2 separate regions of the Sus scrofa genome follow, and region 2 is linked to region 1. A link is a contact called in public HiChIP or PLAC-seq data. All regions are on one chromosome and are shown on one strand. The core of a region is the stretch at or near the end of the contact, and the rest is flanking DNA. Distances in the headings are between cores, read along the strand shown. Region 1 holds the start of CORO1A (coronin-1A). Region 2 holds the start of IL27 (interleukin 27).

Evidence for each region. HiChIP or PLAC-seq counts read pairs in DNA pulled down with a chosen protein or histone mark.
Region 2: a contact with region 1 is called in an H3K27ac HiChIP or PLAC-seq map of alveolar macrophages. The contact joins the promoter of IL27 here to the promoter of CORO1A in region 1. A contact is called at or near these places in 1 of 5 promoter capture datasets (liver), 3 of 47 Hi-C or Micro-C datasets (embryonic fibroblasts, liver and subcutaneous adipose tissue) and 1 of 2 datasets of contacts at active chromatin or transcription factors (alveolar macrophages).

What each region holds. Positions count from the first base shown.
Region 1 is chr3:18,334,882-18,339,460 of Sscrofa11.1, forward strand. CORO1A (coronin-1A) reads left to right here and starts at 1,932. Exons shown (of 11, transcript XM_021088028.1): 1 at 1,932-2,128; 2 at 3,741-3,939. The coding sequence starts at 3,742.
Region 2 is chr3:18,419,934-18,424,512 of Sscrofa11.1, forward strand. It overlaps IL27 (interleukin 27), which reads left to right and starts at 2,162. Exons shown (of 5, transcript NM_001007520.1): 1 at 2,162-2,192; 2 at 4,280-4,452; 3 at 4,544-4,579. The coding sequence starts at 2,162. It overlaps LOC110260087 (a long non-coding RNA gene), which reads right to left and starts at 2,069. Exons shown (of 3, transcript XR_002342911.1): 1 at 1,753-2,069.

The DNA.
Region 1 (4,579 bases), core at 682-3,181:
AAACCGGATCCTTAACCCACTGAGCGAGGCCAGGGATTGAACGTGCAATCTCATGGTTCCTAGTCGGATTCGTTTCTGCTTCGCCACAAAGGGAACTGTGAGACTGAGGTTTGGAGAGGTTAGACCTCTTGCCCAAGATGGTACAGCCAGTCCATGGCGGAGGGAGGGTTTGAACCAGTCGCTTATAGAATCACATTAATGGCTGTTGCTCAGATGGCCCCTCAGCTGACAAGATGTCCTCCGGTCACACCCGTGGCTCCTTCTCAGCCTTTTAGGTTCAGCCCAAATACTCTGTAAAAAGTAGCAGTGATGAGAGGTAAGATTTATGAAGCACTTGCTATACTTCAGATAAGGTGCAGAAAGCTTTCCATTTCCATAACCTCGGAGTTCCCATCAGGGCTCAGCCAGAATGAACTCGACTAGGACCCATGAGGACACAGGTTCGATCCCTGGCCTCGCTCAGTGGGTCAAGGATCCAGTGTTGCCATGAGCTGTGGTGTAGGTCACAGACATGGCTTGGATCCCGAGTTGCTGTGGCTGTGGTGTAGGCCGGAAGCTGCAGCTCAGATTCGACTCCTAGCCTGGGAACCTCCATATGCTGTGGTCTAGCCATTAAAAAAAAAAAAAAAAAAAAAAAAAAAAAAAAAAAAAAAAAAGATCCATTTCCATAATCTCATGGTAGGTGTGAGGCTGTTACAGCCAGAGAAACTAAGGCTGACAGAGATTAAGGAACCTGCCCAAGATCACTCTGTAGGTGTGACAGCCAGGACTCAAACTCAGAAAGCAATGATTCTAGAGCAAGCCTTCCCTGCCCCCGGTGTTTCTACCTCTATGAGGCAGTCTCTTGGCTGGGAACCAACTCCTTCCTCTTGAGTCTGAAGCCCAGGCTTCCTCCTCTAGCTTTTTTTTTTTTTTGGTCTTTTTAGGGCTGCACACGTGGTATGTGGAACTTCCCAGGCTAGGGGTCAAATCGGAGCTGTAGCCACCTGGCCTACAACCCAGCCACAGCCACGTAAAATCCAAGCCACATCTGTGACCTACACCACAGCTCACGGCAATGCCGGATCCTTAATCCACTGAGCCAGGCCAGGGATTGAACCTGTGTCCTCATGGATGCTAGTCAGATTCGTTTCTGCTGTGCCACGACAGGAACTCCTACTTGGCTCTTTTTCTTTTTGTTAGTTCCCAGACCTGGGGTTGAATTCTTGCAGCAGCTGCAGGCAAAGCTGGATCCTTTAATCCACTGCTGGGGATCGAACCTGTGCCTCCGCAGCCACCCAAGGCACTGCAGTAGGATTCTTAACCCACTGCACCACCGTGGCAACTCTTCTACTTAGCTCATTAGAGCTGTTATTTGTGCCTTGCCTTCCGCTAGCTGCCCAACTCCGACTCCTTCACCTCTATAGCTCCCACCCCTCCCCGCCCAAAGAAGCGCCCAATTATTCCATTTTCCCCCTTGAGGCAGGCAGGGCAGAGGTGCTCCTAGATGCACACAGACCTAGAGAGGGTAAGAGACTCTCCCGGGGCCACCCATTTGTAAATGCAGGGGCCAGGACAGACGCCAGGTCTCCTGCCTGCAGGTGGCTCTCCCTCCTCCTGTCCCTTCCCCAGCTCTGTTCCGTGGGGGCGACAGAAGGCAGGACAGCCTTGGCTGGGGGTGGGCACGGGGGGCCTGTACCCGGGCCCGCCGGGGGGCGCACTGATGGACTCTTCCATGATGGCCAGGGAAAGGGTGGCGAGTAGGCTAGGGGTGGGCTGAAGGAACAGGTTATTTTTGCATTTTGACATTAAAAGATGAGATTGGCAGCCACTGGCCAACAGCATCTGTTTTGGTCTGGCATTGGCAGCGAAGGCGCGGAGCTTCTCCACGGAGGGAGGGAGGGGAGGGGAGGGGAGGCTGCGGTCGGTCCGCTGGGCGAGGCGGCGCCTCGGCGGAGCGAAGGGCTCTCCCCTTTAAGAGCTCCGCCCAAAGGGGCGCTGCCACCCCTAAGGAGGCGGGCGCCGCCGCTTCTCATTCATTGTCTTGACGAGAGCATCCTCAGCGGGCAGTCTCCGGCTCCTCCAGCTCCTTCCTCCGCCTCCTCCTCTCCCTCCTCCGTTTGGGGGGTCACTCCTCTCTCAGCAGCAGGTAAGACCCCCCGGGGACGGGGGCGCGGGACTCGGCATCGCTGCTCTGGGCCACCTGTGGGGCAGGCGAGGGCTTGGCAGGAGCGGGCTGTGGGGGCGGACGGACTGTCAAAGCGAGCTGGCTCGGCGATGGGGACAGAGCCGCTCCACGCCCCGCGTGGAGGGACTCGCCTGAGGGTGCAGGTGCGCGTGGGCGGGTCCATCCGTGTGTCCGGGAGGGCGCGGTGAGGGGACGAGGGCGAGGGGCCACCGCAGCCATGATGGAGGTGGGGGAGCCCGGGGGTCAGGACATGTGCTGGCCAGACTCCCCTTGGCATCTTTGGGCGAGTTTGGGGGCGGGAGGGGGGCAGGGTGGGGTGCACCGAGCAGCTGCCCTGAGCTGGGAGACAGGAAGGGGTTGAGAGCAAAACAAGAAAAGCCCAAGTTCCCCTTTCCGTGGTTTCCGGGCCTAGTACCTGCGGTGGGGGAGGAGGCAGGGTGGGGCGCTGGCTTCCTGTCTCCCAACCTCCAATTTGGGGGCTCCTGGCTCCCCAGATCCAGGCTTCTCACTTGGGAAGGATCCCCCCTTGTCCCCAGACGGGCTTCCCCACACACAGGTTCCTCACCCGCTTTCTGGGCAGGTGGACCCAGGAGCCCCTTGGAGAGTCGCAGGGTGGGCAAGGGTGGCTGGAGCAGCCCCCCCACACACCAAAGGGCTAGGCCAGAAGGCAGAGGGTGAAAGGGTGGAGCTGAGGTGATGGAGGAGAGGCCCGGAGGGTGCTCTTGAGTGGGCAGCACAGGTCCCCACGCTGAGCTGGAAGGTGATGCTGCTGGGCACCAGGACCCGGCCTGGAGCGTGGGCAGCCAGAGGCAGGCCCCTTGGCTTTGCGCACTGACCATCCAGCAACCGTGGGGTGGGGGAACCGTCCTAGCCCGACTCCAAGAAGTGAGTGCCGGCTGCTCCCTTCCCATGGGTGGTTCCAGAGGGGCTGGGGAAGGAACCAGGCCAGGCAGGAAGCAGAGAGGTATATGGAAGAGGAGATGCTCGGGCCCCAGCCATCTGCCTGTTTCTGGTGCCCAGAGGGCCACTGAGCCACTGAAGAAGTGCCTCCTGGGCAAACCCACAAGCCACATCCCTCTGTGTGTCCAGCCCTGAGCCTGGAGGTTGGGAGTGCCTGGCCTTTAGGAGGCTCCCCACGTGGGTGTGAGGGTGTGAAGTTTGGACCCTGTGACTGAGAGACCCCACCCTCCAAGCTGTCCACACGGAAGGCCCGGAGTGTGACCCAGCGGGGGATGAAGGACTCTGTGTCTGTCAGCCACTCAGTGGGACAAATGGGCCGGCACCAGGGGCCACCCCACAGCGGGCTCTGCCCCCGAGGCCGAGGGTACAGGAGCCAGGCTGCGGTGGGTGGGCCCTGCAGATCAGCCAGAGGTAGGGGGGTCGGGCAAGGCCACTGTGAGGGTAGCGGGATGTCAATTACAGAGGCCAGCAGCAGGGCGCCGGGGAGACAAGCTGGGGAAGTTAGCTGAGACCATGAAGGCCAGGCCCAGGGGTGTCCTGGGGGAGACGGGGACCAGTGTAAGGTCCGCGTTGACCCAAAGGGAGAAAAGCCTTCTACTTGTGTGCCCGCCAGGATGAGCCGGCAGGTGGTCCGTTCCAGCAAGTTCCGCCACGTGTTTGGACAGCCAGCCAAGGCCGACCAGTGCTATGAGGACGTGCGCGTCTCACAGACCACCTGGGACAGTGGCTTCTGTGCTGTCAACCCCAAGTTCGTGGCCTTGATCTGTGAGGCCAGCGGGGGCGGGGCCTTCCTGGTACTGCCCCTGAGCAAGGTGAGCGCCTGGAGTCCTAGGTGGCCTCTGGTCATCCAGTGGCCTCTCGGGGGTCCTGATTAGGTGACTGTCACCAAACCTTCCTGGGCCGCAGTGCTATCGTCTGTACAATGGAGCTGGATCAGCTGAACTTCACCCTTCTTCCAGCTCCTACATGCAATGGTTGGGTGGGAGCTGAAGCTCTTTGGGGAGGTGACACAGGAAGGGTCATACAGTAAGTCCTGAAGACCCAGGGCCAGGCCTCCCACGTCTCAGCCTGCAGCTTGCTCCCCTGGGGAGCACAGAGAGGGCTGGGCTGGGGTCTGGGCAGGCCCAGCGGTGCTCTGAGGGTTTGCAGGGACGCTGGGTGGGGGTCCATCTGAGCCTTTAAGAACCCAGCAAGCTCGGACCCCCCGCTCCCAGGCAGGGATGATCCAGAAGCCCCCTCCCCCTGCCCCTGAGCCAGTCCTCCCTCGGATCCTGCCCCTCCTTCATGCTGTCTGCTGACCCCCCACCCCCAGCACACTCCTGTGCTCTCGAGGGGTGAGACAGGAAGGGGAGATGGGCCCTGTGTTGTTACCTTAAAAGGGCCGATGGAAACAAAGAGAAGAGGAAGTGGTGAGAGCTGGGCTTGCTCTTCACACAGGAAGCCCTGCTGCAG
Region 2 (4,579 bases), core at 912-3,411, 85 kb after region 1:
ATCGGAGGCGAGATTTATGGCGGGAAGGAATGAGCCATTCAGGGCAGAATGCCAGTGCCAGGGGGTCCAGGTACAGAGAAAGCTGGAGAAAGGGAATTCCATCCAGAGAAGAGGCAGCAAGGGCATTTGAGGCAGAGAGACCAGCTGTGCAAAGGCAAAGAAGCAGTTGGTGGAGCAGGAAGAGGGCAGGAGGGAGGGGAGAGGCTGGAGGACTCGAGTGCAGCCCGACTGAGAAGAGCAGAGAAGCAGCGAGGGCCGGGAGGTTGTGGCCAGAGAGTGGGAGATGGGGTCCAAGATCAGGGCGAGGTACCGCAGTTCTGGATGACGGCAGGAGTGGCTGCGGTGGGGGTGGGGGGCAGAGGGGTGAGTAGGGCTGCCATGCCTCCAGGACAATGGCAAGACTTGGGGATATAAGGAAGACCAGCCAGGGCCTCTGCCTGTTGCCACCACCCGTCTCAGGATGGATGGAACCCACAGCGGGGAGCACCAGCTGCATGGTACGGGGAGAACCGGTTGGCACCACTGGGGGGCGCTGCAAAGGAAACCGTTCCTGCCTCAGCAGGTGCCAGCAGCTCTTCCTTTTCCTTCTCCTCCAGTAGCCCCCTGGGCTTGCTCCCCTGGCGGGTGCTGGTACTTCCCTGGCAGTTGGTCCCAGGTGGCCCTGCCCAGGCACCGCCGAGGAGGCAGGGTACAGGAAGGGGAAGCCCCCTAGGTTTCTGTCTCAGAGCTGGGACCCAGCAGGGAAACCCCATGGGTCCTAAAAGGAAAGTGGCAGCCGTGGTCTTGGGGGAAGACCAAGAAACCCCCATCTTCTCCCTAAAGATGGGAAATCCAGGGTGGGGCTGAGGGTGGGGCTATGCTGGAAGGGAGAGCGGTAGCCTGGCCCCTGACCGCTGTCTACAGAACAGAAGCACCAGGACAATTCTGGGACCTGGCTGAGCCCTGATCCTGATCTCACAGAACCCCAACTTGGCCACAAGCTGAGCCCTGACCCTGGTCATTGGCTCTTATCCCAGTCCAAGCCGGAGCCCTGACCTGAGTCACAGGCTCAATTGAAACCTTGGCCACAGGAGTTCCTGTGGTGGCTCAAGTGGGAACGAACCCAACTAGTAGCCTTGAGGATGCGGGTTCCATCCCTGGCCTCATTCAGTGGGTTGAGGATCCGGCATTGCCGTGAGCTGCAGTGTAGGTCTCAGACGCAGCTCAGATCTGACATTGCTGCGGCTGTGGTGTAGGCCGGCAGCTGTAGCTCCAATTTGACCCCTAGCCTGGGAACTTCCATGTGTCGCGGGTGCGGCCCTAACAAGACACACACACACACACACACACACACAAACGAAAAAAGAAAAAGAAAGCTTGGCCGCAGACTGAGGTCTGTGCTCTGTCTGAACAGAGCCTAACCACTGATAGCTCTGACCCCAAATATAAGCAGAGCCAGGATGTTGGCTCAGACAAACCTCTGAGGAGTCCAGCCCTCGACCAAGTCCTGATCCTAGTTATAGACTGAGCAGTAATCCTGGATCTGACTCTGGCTGAAGGCTGAGCATGACCCTGAATGCACCTGTTCTCATCCCTGACCCTGGCTGCTATAGATCAAACCCTGTCTCTGTCCGGACCCAGACAAAGCCCCCCTCCCAGCCACCCACCAAGCCCTGACTTCCCTGGCATTCCCTCCCTCAGCCATCTGGTAAACCATAAAAGAGTAAGGATGACTCAAAACCCCCAGTCCCTTCGGATGGGCAATCCCCTTACCTGGCCATCCATCTTTTGCAGGACAGTGAGCTGGTGATGGCGCTAGGATGACAATGACAAAGCAGAGAAACGGGAGGGGGTTCGAGTCTCTGGGACCTACCAGCACGCAGTGTGGGGTGGCACACCCGAGAGTGGGGAAGTGAGGGGAGGGCTGGGCCTGGGAGCCCAGCGGGGGTCAGAAGCTGGGATGGATCGAAACCCCAGCTTCCCGCCTCCCCCACTGCACCTCCCACCCTCTCTGGGAAGGGAAATTACATTTCCCCATTTTAGCGAGGGGTGGCGAGGAGGGAAGACTGAGTGAACACAAAGCCGAAAGTACAAGCAGCACGGAAAGTGAAACTGGGCGCAGCCCCCAGTATAAGATTCCCCCTGCCCGGGAGATGGCTGGCCAAAGAGGCTGGGCCCCGCCATGGGCCAGATGGCAGACGACCTTGGCTGGCGTGAGTTGGAGGCTAGGGCTGGGGGTAGAGGGATGGGGGACTTGGCGGAGCCTGGGCAGAGGGTGGGTGACTTTGACTTCTGTGGCTCAGGGCCAAGGGCTGAAAGATACGGGACCCAGCTGACGGGAGAATGGGATAGAGTCAGACATAAATGGGGAAGAGGGGCTGGGGCAGGGGGGTAATTGCTAGGCCAGGGCTGGGGAGAGGATAAGGTGGGGTGGCTGGCATGCATGGGGGGTCAGGGGCAGAAGGCTGGAGGTTTGGTGAGGGCTGGGCTGAGAATGGGAAGACTGGATGGGTGTGAATGGGGAGAGCTGGGGCAGGTGCTGTGACCAGGGTGGGGACCAGGCAGATAAATGAGGAGTTTCCTTGGAGTGAATGAGCAGGGGCCAGTCCACTTGGCTGAAGACAGGGCGGCCAGAGGAAGAACAGCAGGGCAGGCGGAGCTGGCCCGAGGGGGTGACATTGGGGGCAAGGAGTCAGGAGCTTAACTGGGGCAAGAGTCTGGAGTTTGGAGCTTCGAAGGAGGTCCAGTCTGGGGTTGGTGACTGAAGGGCTCAGAGGCTGGAACCAGAGCTATGGGCGGAGGAGCGGATGGCAGGGGGCTGAGTAGGGACCGAGGGCTGGAGGGTGGAGATGGAACCTTCCAAGTCCAGAGCGCAAGACCCAGGCTTGCCTGCAGAGGTGGAAAGAGAAGCCAAGAGAAGGGTCCGGGGGCTCCACAGCCCAGGCAGGAAGCAGGGAAATGGTACAGCTCGGTTCGAGGTGGGAACACCGTCCCCCAGGGTAGGGGGCAGGGTGGGGAGGGGGAGGGCAGTACCCACCCATACAGCTAGGGAGAACCCCACACTGCTTTCGGTCTCCAGGGTGCCAGAGTGGTCCCAAGTCAGGGAACCCGAATGCTAGCCGTGGCACACACGGCCCACCACGTCTGGTAGCCCATGGAGCGGGGCGGGGAGCTGGAAGCATCCAGAAGCTCCCCGTAGTGTCTATGGAGGGGTCATTTCCAGCAGAGCCCGGGGCGAGAGATCAAGAAGCCATAGGGTTAGAGGCATGGAGAGGAGGGTGAGCAGGAATAGACTTGAACTTCGGGGCTGGTTTTGGTTTGTGTTTCATGGAGAATTGCATAACCCCCCGTGATTGCTAGATTTCCTCTCCCTGAAAGAGAAACACGGCCCTCTTCCCAGAGCCACACTGCCTCTCTTCCCTCTTTCCAGGAAAGACAGGGCAGGAAGCGCTTTCAGGAATCAGCTAATCTGACTCCCCCATTTTACAGATGGGAAACTGAGGCACGGGGAGAGGGGGTGACTTGCTCAAAGGAAGAACCCAAATGAAAACCAGAGGTTCGGCCTCCCATGCCAGGCCTCCTTCTCCTTTCCTGGCCCCTCCTGTCCCTCCCCCCCTGCAAAGTGACCCGTGGGCCTCAGGGGAGGCTGGACCAATCTGTCCTCCTGACTCCCTGGGAGAGAGCTTTTAGCATCACCAGTCCACCCCCGAGGCCCTGGTTCAGGCCATCAGAGCCGCCCGGCTAAGCCTGAGGACTCCTTGGCAGAACAGACGGTGCCTGCTCCGGGGGGTGGTGGTGACCTCCTCTGCGTTCCCTGGCAGAAGCACCCAGGCTCTGCCTTTGGGCAGATCTGGAATCCAGTCCTCAGTCCCTTCATCCTCTGGCTATGTGACCTTGGGCGGGTCAACCCCACTGAAGCTCACTTTCCCCATCTGCAAAATAGGGAGCATGACAGCGACCCTGCGGCCACATACAATCGTGCTGTTTAGTCGCTGAAAAAGGGAGTTAGCTGAGGGAGCTGGTGGGGATGGAGATCCAGCTGGAGATCCGTTTGCAAAAGTGGGGCCTCCATGCAACGCAGTGTCGCCTGGGGAAAGGGCATTTTCCTGTCCTTGGACAGAGGTGACTTACGGTGGCCTTCATAGCTTCCATCTCAGAGCGGTTTTGAGGGGTCAGTGAGATGATACACACACGCGCTTGCCTGTGGCACAGGCTCAGAAGAGACACGGTCCCTTCTTTCTCCTCCTGAGTTCTTCTCAAGCCCTCCGCTCATCTAACTCATCCTTGCCCATCTCTCTAGGGCTCAGCCTTTTGCTGCTTTCCATGCTCCTGGCTCGAGCTGGTGTCTGGGGATTCCCGAGGCCCCCAGGGAGGCCCCCCCTGAGCCTGCAGGAGTTGCAGAGGGAGTTCAAGGTCAGCCTGCATCTCGCCAGGAAGCTGCTGTCTGAGGTTCGGGTCCAGGCCCGCCACTTTGTGAGTCTCCCCGATGCAGCTGGCTGTGGGGGCTGGGAAGACCCCCCTCCCCGATCTCCTCGGGCCTCCACTAACAGACCTTGCCCCATAGGCTGAATCACACCTGCCAGGCGTGAACCTGGACCTG